Linked DNA regions of Mus musculus: region 1 is linked to region 2. The links are chromatin contacts, called in public Hi-C maps. All regions are on one chromosome and are shown on one strand. The core of a region is the stretch at or near the end of the contact, and the rest is flanking DNA. Distances in the headings are between cores, read along the strand shown. Region 1 overlaps Ascc2 (activating signal cointegrator 1 complex subunit 2). Region 2 has its middle 19 kb from the start of Hormad2.

Region 1 (6,541 bases), core at 1,798-4,297, 210 kb before region 2:
CTGGACCTTTGGAAGAGCAGTCGGGTGCTTTTACCCACTGAGCCATCTCACCAGCCCAAGCCCTTGTCTTAAAACTACTAAACACCAACCATCCAACCACTCCAGGAATCTTTTCCAACCACCAGGATTGGGACTGTGGATCTGTGACAATGGCCTTGGCACTGTACCTGGCTCTCTTTGCCAGGTTGGGAAAGGGGTAAAAAAATGAAAGGGCTCTAAGCTTATCCAGGTAGCTGGCGAGAACAGTCATGCATCCTGAGAGACCAGATTCTGTGCTGGGCCAGGGACCAACTAAGAACCAGAGGTTTCCCCGTCAACTTCTGATTTCTCTCACCCCAGTAGTCTCTAGTTATCTGGCTCTCTGCAGGGCCAGATGTGGAAGCCACCCTCTGTGGACACGCCCTGCACCCTGGGAGGCAACAGGCAGCAGAGCAGGGCCTGGGAGTCTGTCTAGGGCACTGCACTTGGCTTCTTGACGACATTCACAGCCAAGGAGAAGAGTGGTGCAGAGCAGCTGGGAGAGATGCGGTCATAAGCCAGGCCTTCACCCAGAGACGCCTGTGGAGTCATGGCTTCCTACAAAGTAGCAGTAAGCACAGCTCTCCTGAAACCAGTCACCTTTCCTCTCCCCATCTACTCACCCCTGTTCTCTTAAGGCCTAGTGCAGACAGGTTCTTATGTCCTGCGGAGACAACACACACACACACACACACACACACACACACACACACACACATGCTTTCTAGGAGGAAGCGATAGCACTCAGAAAGGCGGAGGAGCCTGTCCACACAGCTTCTAAAGAAGGGTCAGGCCTCCTGACTCGACTCTACATTCACTAAGCTGTGTGACCACTGCCAGGTCACTGGCCTCATGAAATCTTAGGTCTATGCTTGTTGTGATGGCGCATGCCTGTTAGCACTAGCAGGGCTGGAGAGATGGTTAAGAGCATTGGCTGCTCTTGTGAAAAACCAGGGTTCAGTCCCCACCACTCAAATGGCAGCTCACAACCATGTGTAATAAAAAAACAAAAAATGGGGGTAGAGGTAGGGTGAACTCAGCATTAAGGCAGCAGAGACAGGAGGATTTCTGTGAATTTCACGCCAGCCAGGGCTACACAGTGAGACCTTGTCTCAAACCAAAGGCCTCCCCTCCCTCAACCCAATCCTTTCCCTCCTGCTTTCAGCACTCATCTCTGGGGGGCGGGGGGAGGGGCTGGGAATGAATGATGCGTAGGAGCTGAGCACAGTGGCTCACTAAGCACAGCTGGCATCTCAGTGCTTGGACACAGAGGAGGGAGAAACCAAGGTCAGGGGCAGCTTTGGCTACTGAGTGAGTTTAAAGCTACCTGGAGTTACACTGGACTCTGTCTCAGACAGAGAAAACAAAAACAAAGAAGACACAAAAGACAGACAGGGACCTGCATTTGCTGCACTCAACACACTGAATCCGTTTCTTGTGTTTCAGTTTTGCCTGCTAGGATACTCTTTGACTCTCCAAGAGGCAGAAAATCTGGCCATAGAACCTTTGTTGAGGGGACTCTTGTTATCATCCTGCTTTCTATAGAACAGTTCAAAGGGATTAGAGGGTCACATGTTGTACACACAGCTTCCGTCACTGGCTGTGATACACTGGTGGCAAGGTGCTGAGTGTTCAAGCCAAGTGCCCTCTAGTCTAGACAGTCTTCTAACAGACTTCCTCTTCTTTTTATTATTATTGTTGTTGTTATTATTGGCTTATTTTGAAACAAGACCTTACGATGCAGCCCAGGCTGGCCTCAAGCTCTAAAGTCTCCCGTGTGCTGGGACTACGAGCCAGGCCCAGTTGCTGAGACTCAGGCTTAGATCATCCACTTTTGCACTCCATCTCAGAGGGCCAAAGGCTGGCGCAGTCCTGTTGATGACACATGAGAAGACAGGAAGCTTCTGGGCAAGGTCTGCTAGTCTCCATAAGAGATCAGGGCTGGAGAGGTGGCGCACTGGGAAAGCACTGGCTTGGCATGTGCAAGGCCCTGGCTTTGATCCCTAGCATCTCCAAAAAACAAACAAAAGATAAAAGAGATAAGAGTGTCCATCTGGACTCCCCCTTGGCATTATGGTTTCTAGTAGGCAGAGTCAAAGTAACCGAACCCCCAAACCTCCCCCTAAGAGCCCCCAAGCTAGAGTCCCAGAACAGAGAAAAGATCCACCTTGTGCTTGTTACCAATGAAGAACCACGGGTGAGCAAGCCTCACCTCTGCCCCTCTTTAGCTCTGTGTGTAGGGACAGTCCAGACCCACTTGTTACCAACGCTGTCAAGCGCATTCAACAGTCAGTGCATATGTACACAGGTGTGCCTTTGTGCTACTTCAGTCTCCACCTGCTACCTGAGTGCAGGGCCCTCGCCCTTCTACCTTGCCCTGACCAAGACAGATGTCCCTGTTGAACTTCAAGTGCACCTGCTTATTTGATGATCTGTCTTTCCCACGGTCTCTGCCCTTTGTTGGCAAAGCCAGGGTGCCCTGCTCACCTTGGTTTCCTGGTGCCTCAGCAGGATCTCGTGCTAGTAAAGCACTTAATAAATATTTGCTGAGTGGATAAATACTGAACACATGAACGAAGGTTTTGCCTCTTTACAATCCTTGCCCCTGGGCTGCCCAGCAGAGTGGGACTGGTAAACACCCATCATCCAGGCTCTGCTGGCAGCCAGAGGGCCACAGGATTAGGACACAGCATTCAGGACACCTGGCTGCTTCAGCCCTTCTCATGACCCCGGCAGCTGAGAGCAACCCACTCGCAAGCGCTCGGAGGTGACCTACAATTGGGCGAGGATGAGCAGTGACTGAGGTGGATCTAAGGATGAATGTCAAATGGAAAACCTGTGTTCAGAGATGCTAAGTAATGTGGGGGAACAGACCGATCAGTCTCCCTGTGCCTTCTGCTGGTCTTGGAGACCCTGTTTGACTTTCCACACAACAGCCACCAAGAGGGATCTGCTGGGGGTGGGGAGGATCCAGGGGTGTCACAATAGGAGTGACTAAGCAATGTGCCAGGGCTTCCTGTCCAGCAAGCCAGATGGCTTCAGAGTTGCCCTGGGTCTGCTGAGCCCTCAGCCACAGGCTTCAGGCAGCACACAGCCCTAGGGCACAAGACTGACAGCTGACTTCCTCCCTTTCTTTCTGCACTGTTGCCTCTAACACTATGCTGGGGGACAGCACAGGCTGCACTTGAGCAGAACTCTTGGCATCAGTTTCTTCCCAGGAAAAAGAGTTCCAAAGCCCAGTACTTGATTTATTCCTTTTTGAGATAAGGTCTCACTTAGATTGAGATGGAACTCACTATGCAGCCATGAAAGCTCTCCTTAGGGGCTGAACTGGAGGCAGGAGTGACCGTGCCCAGCCTGGGCGACCTTTATAAAATGTAACACTAATGAGCTCATGGCATCTTTACCATGCTCACATTGGCCCTGAAGCCACTGTCCCTGTTGTTCACTCAGCCTGGGAAGTTTCCCTCCTGGTGTGCAGAGCCACCTTGACACATCTTTCAGCCCTCTGTCCTTTTCTCAGAGGAGCCTTCCCTTCTAGGCTGACACCTCTAGCAGGAGCCCCGGAGGCTGCCCACTGTAATGCTTGTTTGGTGAGCTGAACAATGCAAGTTTCACATGGACGCAGGCAGTGTCTGCTTTGCTCTCTACTACAGCTAGAGTTCTAAATTAACCCAGGGCAATAAGCACTAGGCAAGTATTTGGTGACGTAATGAATAGGTCATGAATGGACTTTTCCATGCTGAGAGAGTAGGAAGGAGCTAAGTTACAAAGAAAGAAAGCCTTAAAACAGAATTTTTTCATCTTTGGAAAAAACTTACATGGCTTAATTTTCTTGTTTTGTCACAACCTGCAGCACTGTCCAGTTCTCCACCCACAGAGTCGACAGGCCACATATCAAAGGATAAGAGGGACAAGGGACAGATTTGGCCCTCTGGCCTTTACCACAAGGAGATATCACTAAGAGTTGCCCCCACACAGCTGGACCTAGAGAACATTGTTAAGAACCTGCTCTTGTAGGCTGGCAGTAGTGTACAGGGACAGGCTTCAGGGGGCCCCTGCAGTGCTGAAGAGATGGCTCAGCAGTTAAGCACACTTGCTGCTCTTGCTGAGGACCCAGGTTTGGTTCACAGCACCCACATGGCAGCTCACAACTGTCTGTAACTCCAGTCCTAGGCACTTGTCTGGGTGCATCTATGGGCACATCCATGTAGGGAAAGCAGCCATACAAAGAAAATAGAAAGAAATTAGAAAAGAGAGTGGTGGCATTCTCCAGGAGGAAGACACACTGCTTGTCCTGTCAAGGGCCTTCTTCCCCTATCTGCCTCCACAACTAGACGGCAGGGCCCATGTCCTGCCACGCTTACCTCCTGCCCTTGTGCACTCGGCTCAGGTCCACCGAGTCCCTGCTGAACACATCAAACTCATCGTTCTGGAAGATGTTGTGACGAGATGACAACAGGGGTGTAGGGTCCGGCTTCACTTGTCTGGAGGCCACAGCACAGAAATCAATTAAAAAAGCCCTGCTAGCTAACACCTGTCTGTGTCCCAGGTCCCACTGTCTTCCCATCATACTGTTTGCTCCATTTTAAAAGTGCGCCTGGGACATGAGTTACATCCTTTAGTTAGACTCTCCTTAACCTGGCTCCTGTCAAGATCCCACAGCACACCTCACTCTTATTCCCTGTGGACCATGACCCTATGAGACAGGGAGTTATAGGTCATTCATCCTCTTATTCTGGGGGGTAGTGGCACTTGCTTTTGGTACTAGGAATGCAATGTACAACCTCACGTAAGCTAAGCCCATGCTCTACTATACCCTCAGCACTGTCATCTGTAAAATGGAACACATACAGGCTGAGGAATGTGCCCAAAGGCACAAAGCTAACTTCACTCATTCATTTGGCAAACATCATTTGTTAAAGGAAGAAACATCCACCTGTGTGTGTGCTTGCTGTCTCCTGAGGCTTTTGGGGTAGCAGTGGGCCCAAACCAAGAGGTTCAGTGCTGAGAAAGTGAATGGCTTGGCTGTCCTTACTCAGAATTTGGGAATGTGCTAAGGATGGCACAGATCTAGAGCTGGAGGTGTGTCACTGTCCTTTGCCACACTGCTAGTCTCTAGCAAGAAAGGGACATCCAGCTGTGTGCTGAGAACCTTGGGGGGCCCTGGGTTTACTTTCTTTAAAGAGGGCATTAGTTCAAACTGCTGGAGACACTGATGTGAAAGATTCAGATTGAGCCCCCAGTCTAGGGAAGAGTGGAAGGCAGGGTAAGGGGATTCCTGCCTTGAGGACCTCTTCCCATCTGTCTCTCCCACCTTTCTAGGCCTCGGTCCAGCTGACTGAGCTCAGGGGCCAGCCGATCCTCCAGGATGTTGTTGATCACCTGCTCTGAGTCATAGCTGTAGTGCTCCAGGCAGGCCAGAATAAAGCCCTCGCCGAGGTCTGGCAGCAGGTCCTTCACTTGGGAGATGAGTGAGTCTAGTTCCACACCACTCACGGCAGGGCCCAGCGCAGCTGCTGCACCCATGCACTGCAATGGAGAGCCAGAGTGATGCAGGGAAGGACTAAGCTGGGCAAGGAAAAGGGTAGTAGTCTCCAAACAGCACCCCCGCCTGGCCTCTCCCCAGTTGTGGGACTTTTGCCAAGTGGCTGAAATGGAGCCCTGCTTTCCTCTGTGGAGGAAGGGGCTCTATGACTTCCTAGCTGGGTAGCTCTGCTTGTATGTTCTGGGCACTGCATGTTCTCTTCCTGAATGGTTTCCTCTTTATGAAATGGACAAAGTGTCAGTAACTCATAGGGTTATTTCAAATGGTTCCATGACGAGATGCACATTCCTCACAGGGAAGAGTGCCTGGTATGCAGGAGGGCCTCCATAGTCAGTCATGTGCCAGTGATCAAGGTCCTTGCCCAACGCTACTAAGGTGACTGACTTGGAAGGACAACAGCAATTACTAGTGAGGCTGTGTGGAGACGCTCCCATTCTTTTCAGCAAGGACACTTCACTTCATATACTGCCCGAATGTGGCTTCATTTTATAATGCTTTTTTGTTTTTGTTGTTTTTGTGTTTTCAAGACAGGGTTTCTCTGTGTAGCCCTGGCTGTCCTGGAACTCACTCTGTAGACCAGGCTGTCCTGGAACTCACTCTGTAGACCAGGCTGGCCTGGAACTCAGAAATCCACCTGCCTCTGTCTCCCAAGTGCTGGGATTAAAGGCGTGCTGGGATTAAATGCTTTTTAAGGAGATGGGAAAATAAAACAATAAAGGGCTAGAGATATAACTAGTCTCCAAACAGAATCCTGCTTGACCCCGGGTCTTGCACAGCATCAGCAAGACCCTGGGCTCAGTCCCAGCACTAAAAAAGTCACGATGGTCAGGATGATGTTAAAGATCTCTGTTGAGAAGTCACCAAACAGGGAAGAAAGGATCTGGGCTCTAACACTGAAGAACGGTAGCATTTGCTAAGGAGGAACTAAGGACCAGCTAACTCACAAGTGTTCCATATAGCATCCCCAGGAGCCCC
Region 2 (6,204 bases), core at 1,654-4,153:
CTCCCACTGAACTGCATCTCCAGCACACACACCTCTCTTTTTTCATATTAAATCAGGTCTCACTAAGTTGCCCAGGCTAGACTCGAACCTGTAATCTCCCTGCTTTAGTTTCTTGAGTCGCTGAGACTGCAGGCGTGTGCCACTATAGTCAGCTGGGATTACTTTTTCTTATAGTTTTTAAAAATAACTGCATGTTGGAGTTATGAATTTCTTCCTTCCTTTGTTTTTGTTGTTGGCGTTTTGTTTTGTTTTGTTTTGTTTTGTTTTGTTTTGTTTTGTTTCTTCTTGAGCTCTGACTTTCCTGGAACTTGCTCTGTAGACTGGGTTGGCCTTGAACTCAGAGATAGGCTTGCCTCTGCCTCCTGAATGCTAGATGTGCGTGTTGCAGCTCTGCAGGGAAAGGCTTCCCCTACAGAAGTGTCACAGCTTTGCTTCAGCTGCAGCACAGCAAAAGCTCTGCTCAAGTGTTGCCACTTTACTCAGAGAGCTATCCTGGCAGTCAGGAGCCAAGGACTACCACAAAGTCACACCACACAACAAACCTCACACAAGAGACTTACTGGGAGGGGAAAACCCAGGAGGGCGGCTGCCTCTGTTCTTGTGAGAAGCAGCAGGGAGCTGAGCAAAGAGAAAGGTTTATGTGAGATTTCTTGGGGGTGGGGGTGGGAGTGGGGGGTGGAGCTTTCCAGGGTGAGGATTGGTGGAATTTCAAGTCCTGAGTTGGGTGAGCTTAGAATTAGTCGGGTTTTGAGTTCAGGGATTGGTGGGTTTCTGTGACAAGCTCAGGGGTTGGTAGAATTCTGTTTCTTAGCCCTGGTCTTGGGGTCAAGTCTAGGTCAGTGTGTTCTTTCCTTGGTCTTTTTATCCTACACCGGGTGCTACCACTACCAGGCTGAATTATAAACTTCCAGTTAAACACACAGACCATCCCAGCTTACATTGGTTTGACATTTTCAGCTTTAGGATGACGGTGTGAAAATGATGCCCACTGAGTAACAACTGCTCTCTTCTGAATGTTACTATGGGCTAGTGATGTACAGAATGCTCATCTCAGCCACTCCGAGGTATTTTACCTAGGTCCCAGGCATCTTTACCTTTGTGAGAGAAAGCAACCATGCATAAAATAGGTTTGCTGAGACACAGCCCCACCGTAAGAGGAGGAGCATCTTCATGCACTAAAAACCGCTGTCTTTGTTGCTTACAAAGCTGTATCATTCCTTCAGACCTCCCATTCTAAACTCTGTTCTGCCACGCAAAACTCTCTGTTGGGCTGGCTTCCTAATCAGGAAGAAAAACAGGGAGCACTAGACAGACTAGGGAGCACTAGAAGACACAGTGTGAATAGGAGTGCTCACCCCTGTTTTCCGTGGTGCTCCAGCCAGTTCCCATGAAGACAGTACTTGGTGGCAGTTTTCAGCCCCCTGTGGCCATCCTAATACAGGTCAGGTTCTACCTGATGAAGTTAGAATAATGGCCTTCCAATGGTGAACAGTTCCTAATCCTTCAAACCCTTTGAATATGCTGTTTTCTAACTCAAATGGGACTGCAGAGATGATTACAGTGAGCAGTCAGAGATGGGAAACTGTCTTGACCAACCTCACTGTGTCCTTAACATAGATGATGTGTAGAGGGGCCAGGGTCAGAGAGGTGCGATATGCCAGGACTCATTAGGCCAGCATTGGAGATGGGGAGGAAAGCAAGCCAGAAATGGAAGGTCCAGGGAGGGGTGTCCTTTTAGGGGCTTCTGTAAAGGAACACAGGCTATTCAGACACTTGAGTTCCTCACTCAGTGAGTTAGAATGAGAATGGCTGTTGAGGTATGCAAAGGAGCAGAGTTAAGAACACCGCACTGAGTTTTAGTTAGACAGTGCTGCTAACTAGTTGGTTTTGGAGACATAGCCCTTCTGGGCTTTAATTCCTCACCCTCAGTGTGGGCGCCATCATCTCAAGGTGAGCATAAGACTCCTCATCCCTTAGGATTTACGCGGGTCAGTAGCATTCAGTATTCTAAGGCCTAGAATACTCATCCCAACTCAAGCAGCGGGGGAGGACTCCCCTTTGTAAACTTTGTATACTTTGTAAGCTTTATAACTGTTTAAAAAGTAATCCCTAAACTGCATGGCAAAAGCTGTCCCCTCCTTCCTGTCCCAGCCTAAGGCCACCCTATAAGGTGCAAAAATGGCAGCAAGGGTCAAAGCAGCAAGGCCTCCGCCTGCCGCCTTCATGAGGAGCTGTCCACCTTCTTTCCTGACTCATGAACGACCACCGCGTGATCGCTCGCCCAGGAGCTGTCCACCGTGGTAGTACCTCCTCTCCAGAGTTCCCAAGCAGTTTGAGAGATGACGCCTCAGCCAAAGCTACCTTCAGCAGAGAAGGATTTGCCACCCTGAACTCCTGAGTTCAGGACTTGAAATCCCATCAGTCCTCAATTTGCAAGTCTCTGCCCTGAAAAGCTCCGCCCCTAAGCAATCCTATATAAGCCACGCCCTTCGTCCAGCTTCCTGCCATCTGCTCCCAGGAGCAGAGGCAACCATCCCTGTCTTTGTTTCTCCATACCCTGGACCCGCCAATAAACCTCTTTCACGAGATTTGCTGACTGGTGTGGCGTTCTCATCAGAAGAAGCCAAGAAGCAATGAAGAGAAGAAAGGAAGATGTGAAGAAGTGGGGCAGGGCGGAGGCTCCTGAGCTGGGGTCCCTTCCCTGGGAGCTGCACTGCCTCTGCTGAAGAAACGTCCTCTCAGAGCTATGTGCTTCTTGGACTTTCAAGACCCACGTTACCCTTCCATCCAAGCAGGAACACTTACAGTAAACCCTCAAGGCAGGAAAGTGGCCAGTGCCACCCTCTGCCCACTTCCTCCTGAGACGCTACAGTAGCCCAGACTTCCCTAACAGTCCTAAAGGGTGTTTTCTAACTGCTGTAACTGTAAAATTATGTCCAGCCCTGGGAGAGTGGCCAGGCCACACCTTACAAGAAAAAAAAAATCCCACCAATCCCTAAACAGGAAACCTCACTGATCCACAGGCTCCCGCAGCTCAGGACCTAAAACCCCACCACTCCTCACCCTGGAAATTGCTACCATGGAAAGCTCCACCTCCTTACAAATCCTATATAAGCCCCGCTGTCTGCCCAATTCTCTGCCGTTTTTCACCTGAGCAGAGGCAGCTGCCCTCCTGAGTTTCCCCTCCCAATCTCTTGTATGAGGTTTTATTGTGCAGTGTGACTTGGTGGTATTCCTTGGCTCCCTAACTGCCAGGATACCTCCTTTCCCATCAGAACTGCTTAACTTAGGTGACAATTTCCCTTCCACGGGTTTCCCCCTCCCCCTTTCCCATCCCCATCCCCTGCCCATCTCTTACTCTGAATCCTCTTGGTGTCCTCCATAAAAAAGAACTGGAGACGTTGTAAACTCTCTGGCACAGGGAGGCACGTTTCTCATCCGTGTGCTCCACAGGGAGAGGACTGCACAAGGACATCACAGACGTGCCCAGAATGGTCCTCAACACTAAAAAGCCACCTTAGTGGGACAGAAGGGAGTAAGTGGGACTTGAGCCTTTTCTTGATAATGGAGTTTATCTACAAGCCGGGAGATGTGTATGATTAAGCACTATGGGATGGATTTTTTCCTGGCTCTGAGCGGCTCTGAGCTGCCTGAAGTACAGATGTTGGATGGAGCTGTCTGAGAAAGAGGCCTTGTCTCAGGGCTTACTCGCTCCCAGCAAGTCTGAACCCCCACAGCGTCCTCCTCCTCACCTTACCCAGAGCACTGAACGCCTGTACTCACGACACTGTTGTGGAAATGAGAAATGGCAACCTGCTTTTTCTTCTCCAAGGAAAAGCCGTTAAAAATATTGTTACTTAGGAAGATGCAATTAAGTGTTATGGAAATAAAAAGGTTTTATTGTGGTCCATGGCTTGAAGATCTGTTCCTGTTTTACAACTTAAGATAATCTGTGAGGGGGAAAACCCCTAACGTACTTCTGACCGTTTAGCGATGTTTTGGAGAATGTTCATGACCTAACTAAGACTAGTGACTAACTAAGTAGTGCAGAGGTTTCTCCAAGTCCTTTAAAGACAAGCTTCAGGGGCTGCAGAGGTTTGGTGGTGGTTCAAAGATTTGCTGCCTCTGCAGAGGGGGGGCGGTTCAGCTCCCAATACCCACCCTGAGCAGCTCACAACCCCTGGACACTGGTACGGTCAATACCCACCCTGAGCAGCTCACAACCCCTGTGACACTGGTACGGTGTGTGTCGTAAGCACACAGACACGTAAATTCAAATAATTAAAATCTTTAAAGATTTTTCACAGGGCTTTAGGTAACAAAACGTGGAGAGTTTCTGAGTACCTGTGGGAGAGGGAGGGCGCGTCGTTTGAGGCAGGATAAAAGTGATCTTTCTGCACTTGCATCTTATAATTGGATGCTGAACACATATGAGAAAACACTAATTCTAGCTGTGCTCTCAGATAGAGATGATGTGCCATCATCCTAGGAAAGTGGAGACAGAGGTCACCTTGAGACTGACTCTGCCATGCTGTGTCTTTGTCTACCCGCTGGTCAGAATATGGTCTCCGACTGAAGAAAAGATGACAGGAAAAAATGTCCTGTGCACCAAAACCATCAAACCTTCAAAATGTCATGGGGGGAAGAGTGGAACAGAGGAAAATATCTCTGGAAGGTACTAGGAATGCAAACTCCACTCTGAAAAATCTTTTAATTCCTTTTCTAGGCACGTGCTAAAGAAGCAGCCAAGGGAGGTGAGTCAGAGCCAGGGGTCAACCTGTCACAAAGGGGAACCACCTCGCTTCAGTGAGACTCCGGAGGGTCATGAGGTCCAAGCTGTTTTCCTAATGATTCTAACCTGCTATTTGTCTCTTCATTTGCTTTCTCCGTAAGTATACTCTGGAGTTTCCAAAGGCTGGTTAATATGAGGTTGTAACAACTTAAATGCAGACACAGGTTTTTGAACTCAGCTGTATTCTTTTAAGGCAGACATCAAAGAAATCTGCAAAGAAGTACAATAGTGTCACTCTTCTCACCAAGGAGACTCTGAATGTCAGTTTTCCTGTGAGGGTTTTTGTTTTTGTTGTTTTGGAGACAGGTTCTTGCTACCAGCTCGGGCTGGCTTAGGATGTGTAGCCCTCTGCCTCTGCTTCCCAAATGCCGGGATTTCAGGTATACACATGTGGCTTGATGCTTTTTGTTATTGTTATTAAGAAAATTGAGTTGGCTCAGTGAAGTGGGGGGTTGTCCACAGACCCGACTCACAGTCAACCATGTCACATGGGTAGGATGTAGCCACCAAGCCCATGCAGTGGGGACAGAAGAGGTCACCTGCCAGCCTTGTGGCCTGCATGGAGTGGGAGCCATTACAATGTGCAAGTATGTGGTGGACAGATGGGCGAGAAAGAGAAGTGGGGCAGCTTGAGCATTGTAAAGAGAGATGGAACTGGAGACTCAGGGTGGAGAGGAGGAGCCTGCTGTGAGTGCTCAGCCCTGTCACCTGGGGCCATGGTGAGGTCCCAGCCCGAGCTGCCTCGGAGAGTAAGGTCTGGGTATGCAGTAGCAGGGGGTCTATGCCAATGTCCATAACTATATTACCACTAGAGACCATGGGGACATACGTCCCTGGTCTATGCAGCTGCCTGGTACCATGTGGATGTCCAGGGGCTGTGCATAGCCAGCTCTATTCCTCACTGGCTGCAGCATTCTGGAGTGCCTGCCCCACTTCTCAAAGCGGCAGCACAGTGGAGCTGGCCCTGTTGGCAGGGGTGCATGTTGGCAGGGAGGAGGGTGTGAGCTGGCCCCAAGGGCATGAACCTGGGAGAATTGACCCTGCCACTCTCATCTGCTGTAGGGTGGCCTGAATTCAAGTGAGATACCCTCCCTACCTCACCCCTTAACATGACCTGGGGTCACGAGAGCAGGAGAGATGTCCCTGCCCCTCACCGGCTGCAGCACTTGGGAGAGAGGGCCATGTATCTTGCCTGGGCAGCATAGCAGAGCTAGCCCTGGTGTGTGTGTGTGTGTGTGTGTGTGTGTGTGTGTATCGAGGGTGGGACATAGATGAGTTGGCCCCAACTACGAAAGTGGGGAGTGCCCACTTTAACTTTAAGGACAGATCACTTTTATCATCTTGGTAGGGCATCTGTGTATCATTAAGTCAATGCCCAGCCTACAGAGGTGACCAGTCTGATATATATATAA

Evidence for each region. Hi-C and Micro-C count contacts between places; a contact is called where the count stands out from the background.
Region 1: a contact with region 2 is called in a Hi-C map of bone marrow-derived macrophages, with 27 read pairs. The contact joins two enhancer-like sites. A contact is called at or near these places in 1 of 15 datasets of contacts at CTCF or cohesin (large pre-B cells), 2 of 484 Hi-C or Micro-C datasets (bone marrow-derived macrophages and nephron progenitors) and 3 of 115 datasets of contacts at active chromatin or transcription factors (embryonic stem cells and stem cell-derived neural progenitor cells).

Annotation. Positions count from the first base shown.
Region 1 is chr11:4,671,292-4,677,832 of GRCm38.p6, reverse strand. It overlaps Ascc2 (activating signal cointegrator 1 complex subunit 2), which reads right to left. Exons shown (of 20, transcript NM_029291.2): 14 at 5,336-5,550; 15 at 4,386-4,505. Among named protein-coding and RNA genes, the nearest start is that of Gm51883, 26 kb to the left of the region's middle. Within about 2 kb of position 3,047, at least 62 of the 459 cell types and tissues checked have an H3K27ac peak or open chromatin away from gene starts, as enhancers often do. A contact at or near this core is called in bone marrow-derived macrophages, where this site is marked.
Region 2 is chr11:4,457,465-4,463,668 of GRCm38.p6, reverse strand. No RefSeq gene overlaps it. Among named protein-coding and RNA genes, the nearest start is that of Hormad2, 19 kb to the right of the region's middle. Within about 2 kb of position 2,903, at least 21 of the 459 cell types and tissues checked have an H3K27ac peak or open chromatin away from gene starts, as enhancers often do. A contact at or near this core is called in bone marrow-derived macrophages, where this site is marked.